Regions from separate parts of the Cricetulus griseus genome. Here region 1 is linked to region 2. A link is a contact called in public Hi-C data. All regions are on one chromosome and are shown on one strand. Each heading gives the region's core, a stretch centred on a gene start, on an enhancer-like site or on the middle of the called end of the contact. The rest is flanking DNA. Distances are from core to core; before and after follow the strand shown. Region 1 has its middle 6.5 kb from the start of Rfc3. Region 2 has its middle 100 kb from the start of Rfc3.

Region 1 (2,700 bases), core at 95-2,594, 98 kb after region 2:
GTGGGGACTCGAAAAGCCATAGGGTGCAGGTTTATTGGGAGAGGCTTGCCTAATGCATGCACGTGAAGCTGAGTCCAGTGCCCAGCACCGTCAAGAGAAAGAATTAGAAGGAACAAAATAAAAGGAAGTCATGTTTGCTAGACACTCTGTTATCATTTTACACAGACCCTTCACCCTGTATTGAAACCGAGGTCTGACTAGCCCCAGAAATCCAAAGTAAATTAAATAAATGCACCTTAAGTTCAGTAGCCAACAAACAATGAAACTGAAAATAATGTCAGGTGTGTAAACTACAACCCGAAACCTGAGCCCAGATCAATCCTACCTTTAAGTTATTTCTCATTCATATTGTCACAGAGATGAAAAGGAACTAATACAGTAGCCATTTGGCCAGAGAACCCTAGAGTGTGACTGGGAAAAAAATCACAGGAGTTCCACATGTTTCAGGAGGCTGTGCTCTGTTATGGAAAGAGGAGGGTAAAGACAGGCCTCATTTGAAATCTTATGTACTGCAACCCTCTGTTTCCCTTGGATAGAGACAAGTGTCCACCCTTCCTGATGATCTAGATTTGGTTTGTTAGGGAATCAGTGAATATTTGCTGATAAACGAATTTGGATGGAAGGCAACCGTCTTCTGGAAGCTTTCTTATTCTTAATCACGTGTCTAATTAAATAAATAGCCCTGACATCACCCCCCACTAACCATCCATGCAGCATGACAGCTCACATTGTAGAAATAGTCTTAGGAAACCATTTAAATTTGTCAGCAAGCTGAACTCAGTAATTAAACACACACACACACACACACACACACACACACACACACACACACACACACAAATATAGGCATTTCAAAAGAAAATCTGTGAGAATTAACTCATTGTTAATTTTCTGTCAGTGTTGTGAAGTGGCCCTTACCAGGTCACCTCAAAGAGATATGGGCTGTGGCCATATTCTGTTGGCAGCTAGATTGCACCCAAAGACAGCTTTCGATGGGTCTACAAAGATGTGTGAGTCTGGCTATCACTTCTAGTTTTTAATTAACACGTCTTTCAGTTTAAGTGAAAACACAATAGCAGGAAATTCTGAAAAATGGAAGATATTAACTGAAAATGCTGAGAAGTCCAGAGGACAGAACTTGGGGAAAGGAGCGGGGTGAAAAAAGCCATGGCATTCTGATTCATCTTTCACTGTATCATTCAGTGGCTATAATTTGACCACCCATATCGTGAAGCATCCACAAGGGGCTGTTACAGAAGATGGTTGTGGAAACAGTGATGTCATCGGCCCACTCGCCTTTATAATTTAAGATTGTTCCCAAAAGTGTATTATTCAAAGTCCGGTCCAGGAAAATTTCTTGTGACTCAGTCTGAGGAATTATTATGACATTCCCTGGGAAGCTCTTTGAACAATAATAGCCTTTGCTACCAAGAATGTTGCTTTGAAGGTCAGCCAGATTTTCTCATTGTTCATCCTGAATACATGAGTTTGGCTCTATTTTTCTTGACCACCACCAAACAAGTGCTGTCATTCAATTGATGTGGAAAACATTTTGAAGTTAACAAGAGTCTGATGTCTGAATCCCAAAGAAATATTGGTGGGAAAAAAGATCTACATGTGTGGATAGATGAATAGATGATGTTCGTCCTTTACCCTGTCTCTGACCTCTCAATTTGCTTGATAAAGATCTTTGATAGAGACGGGGGAAGGGTATAGGAAGAAAGGACACCTCCGTGTTGACTCACCATTCTTTAGCATTGACTGTAGTGAGATTGTTTTGAGTCACCAGGAAAGTAGTAGCTTGCTGGGGTTGTTGTCAGCAAGTACCATGAACTAGTTGGCTCTAGCAACAGCAGTTGTTATTTCATAGTCATGGATGGCAGAAACCTAAGCATCTAGACCAGTGTGTCAGGCAGGTGGCTGCTTTCTGAAGGCTGGGAGAGTCCTTTGCCATACTCTTCATTGGCTTCCAGTGGTTAGCTGGCCGTCTTGGGGAATTCTTGGGCTGACAGATATATCACTTCTATCTTAGGGTTACTGTCACTGTAAAGAAACATCATGACCAAAAGAACTTGGAGAGAAAAGGGTTTGTTTGGCTTACACTTCCACATTATCTATTATTGAAGGAAGTCAGGGAAGGAACCTGGAGTCAGGAGCTGATGCAGAGGCCATGGAGGGATGCTGCTTACTGGAGTGCACCTCATGGATTGTTCAGCCTGCTTTCTTATAGAACCCAGGACCACCAGCCCAGGGATGGCACCACCCACAATGGATTGTACCCTTCCTATTAATCACTAATTTTAAAAATGCCTTTCTATTTAGACCTAAGCCTCAAGTGTATAACTTGAAGATGACTTGAGGGGAGGAGGCATTACTAACTTCTTGCTCCTCTTCCCAGTTGTGGCCATATAAACCTCTCTCTGCTTTTACTATTATTTTTCCCTATAATTGGCCTATTGAGAACAGGTTGCCAAGCCTTATCTTAGGGCTTCCAAGGCCCAAGTTCTGACCCCAACAACACTGGTGACAACCTTGGCTACTTCATGTTCTAGAAGCAAAATCAAAGTCAAAGTTAGTGATAGCAACATATCTATGCTCTTTCTGTTTCTCCAGTATACTATACTAAACTCTAGTTGCACTCAGTGATACAGTTGCAACAAAATGTTCAAACGTAGGTACAAAGGCACAGCCACACCTGGG
Region 2 (2,700 bases), core at 35-2,534:
TCTCCAGTGGAGTGTCACGGGGTATGTCAACCATACTCTAGGACAGTCTCCATGTACAGAAGCGGGTGGCCAACACAAAATTCTGTGTGTATGTGTGTGTGTGTGTGCATGTACATGCGCGTTGCTTTATTATTTTTGTGTTTGTTTTGACTTTGTAGAGGGGCTGGGGATGAAGGCGGCAAAGAGGTGGGGTTGGAAATACGAGCAAAATAAAGTGCATTTTTTAAAAAAGTAAAGAACGTTGTTTTTACTAAGCCACTGAGAGCATGGATCTCTGAAATTCCTAAACGTTGTTTACCAAAGGCTGAAAACAGATTTATGAGAAAACCGGGCGCTTTGGGGAACTGTCCCTTAGCCTGAGATAAAAGGTGGACACTGAGTCACGCGGCTTTTACTTTCCGCATTATCCTCAAGATACATCCAAAACCAAAACAAAAGCCCAGGCACTCTGGTGAAGTTGTCACCGGACGGACACTGCCGACGTGGGGAAGGGGCGGGGCTGGCCTTTGGCGGCTTTTCCTTAACCAACTGTTGTGTGCAAAGCCACGCCACCGACACCCTGGCGAAAACAGAAAGTAAAACCCGAATCGTGCTTTCAAGGGCCGAGACAAGTGCTTCTCCGGGGCCTTGGACGACGCCCGCGGCTGCCAGGAGGCGCCTATGCGAGTGGGAGATGAGACGGGGGCGACAGGCCCGCGGCTGGCACGGGAGGAACTCAGCACGGGGCCGCCTCGTACACCGCTAACTTTGCAGAGGTTTCCAGAAGCGGAACTTACAGCCAGAAATCAACCCCCATGGGTGGGAAGCAGCAAAACAAACCAACAAAAACCTACTCCGACACCACTTCCATTTCCGCCCGACGGGGCGAGTCAGCGATCAAAGATGGAGAAACAACCACGGGCCTTCCGCACCAACGCCCTTCTAGTGCGCAAGCGCGGCGGACGCCCCGCCCCTCGCGCTCCCGCCAAGAGACGCGGCGCGCGCGTCGGAAGTCCGAGCTTGCGAGGGTGCACCGCCTTGCTCTTCCGCGCCGAGGCCTGGCGCTGGCAGTCCGGTTCCGGTTTAGCCCCGCCCTCGCGCGGGAACATGCCAGAAGGCTTAATATCCGGGACGGGAATGCGCACTTCCGGTGGCGCCTCTTCCCATCTCCCTTGAGGCCCAGGCTCTGGCTCTCGGTGCGGCAGCGCCATCTGGCGTCGCGTGTTCCTCCTGCGGCGGAGGGGCTCGCTTCCTCCCCTCCGAACCTTCCAGAGACGCCGCGGCCCCGGGTAGGCTTTACGCACTCCGCCAGAAGGGCGGGACCTCAGACTCCGCCCCTGACGAGTTCCCGCGCGGGAAGGGTTTTGCGGTTACTCCGAACGGAAACAGTTGGAGTCCCGATGTGGAACGGTCCTCAGGCGGCAGGAAGTCGGCTTTTTCCCGTGATTTCAAGCCCCAGGAACACAGTTCCCGTTTCCTTTTGTTCTGCTCTCTGGTTCCTCATTTCCGGGCCGCAGCCTGTGTTCTTCGGTTCACTCTGAGTGGACCGAGGTCCTCCATTTTTCGTTTTACAGAGATGACTCTATTTCGTACCTTCATTAGCCTGTGCTGTAAAAAGCTTTTGCTTCCTTCCAAGTGGGTGTTGCGAAAACGAGCAACATTGGGGATTGAAAATTAGAAAAATTAATAGATGTTTTAAAACAAGACAGTCTCACCAGGTTTAGCTCAGAAATGTGGAGTATACACTATATTTGCATGGCTTATCTCCTTTAAATAAAATTCCCCTGAAAGGGGAAAACTAAACTCAAAGGCTTCACTTATAATAATTTAAAAATAAAGGGACCAGACCCTCACTCAGCTGCCTGCTTTAGCAGCCATGACAGGCTACAGAAAAGACAAGTAGGCCTCTGACACAAGGAAACTCTAGATCCTTTGGCCTCCTGGAGCCTAGGGCCAAAACTAAACACGAAGAAACTCCAGACCCTCCTCCCCGCTCCCCCAACCTCGTAGGTACTTGGTTCCTGGGAACTGTTTGGCCACAAAAGAAACTCCAGGGGAGACCGATACCTCCCCTATAGTGTCCAGGATACAGTTCTGAAAACTATTAGTATCTATGAACAACAGGCCACCTGAAAGTAACAAGACAAAGCCATAGAAACCACAGAATGTTCCCTCTCCGCACTGACCAATGAGAATACCTGGTACACAGGTATTTCATGCCAAAATATGACTTTGAGAAATTTCTTGATTGTTCCCCAAATGTCAACCAATCAGAAATCAACCCATCACTCCTGATGGAATCCTGTTACTTTTGTCTTTAAAACCTAGCAATAGACAGAGAACTTCACCCCCTCTGGAGGCTGCTATGTTAGCTTGCTAGACAGGGTCCCTCCCGAGGTGTAGGATAAACAATTTAATAAACCTGATGCATTTGCATCGGTGGTCTGTCACCCTGGTCTCCTTGGGGGATCCTTGTGACTTGGGCACAACACCCCAAAGTTAGAAAATCAACATGCCATTTCTCTTTAAGAATTCATGTTTGAAAAATCCAGATTTTTTTAGACCTGAAGCATTCTTAGCTATTGTTTTCAATACTGTATATGAAGACACACAGTGCAAATCAGTGAAATGTCCCTTAGAAGGGGACATTTGTCACTGTCACTTGTCACTAGGCGTTTTTGGTCCAGCAGTGGTTTTCCTACTTGCAGAAGCATTCAAATT

The links. A called contact is a pair of places that touch in the nucleus more often than the background predicts.
Region 1: a contact with region 2 is called in a Hi-C map of fibroblasts, with 5 times the contacts expected there. The contact joins two enhancer-like sites. A contact is called at or near these places in 3 of 8 Hi-C or Micro-C datasets (the CHK-Q cell line, the CHO-K1 cell line and fibroblasts).

What each region holds. Positions count from the first base shown.
Region 1 is chr4:87,228,282-87,230,981 of CriGri-PICRH-1.0, forward strand. No RefSeq gene overlaps it. Among named protein-coding and RNA genes, the nearest start is that of Rfc3, 6.5 kb to the right of the region's middle. Within about 2 kb of position 1,345, at least 2 of the 6 cell types and tissues checked have open chromatin away from gene starts, as enhancers often do. A contact at or near this core is called in the CHO-K1 cell line and fibroblasts, where this site is marked.
Region 2 is chr4:87,130,332-87,133,031 of CriGri-PICRH-1.0, forward strand. No RefSeq gene overlaps it. Among named protein-coding and RNA genes, the nearest start is that of Rfc3, 100 kb to the right of the region's middle. Within about 2 kb of position 1,285, at least 4 of the 6 cell types and tissues checked have open chromatin away from gene starts, as enhancers often do. A contact at or near this core is called in the CHO-K1 cell line and fibroblasts, where this site is marked.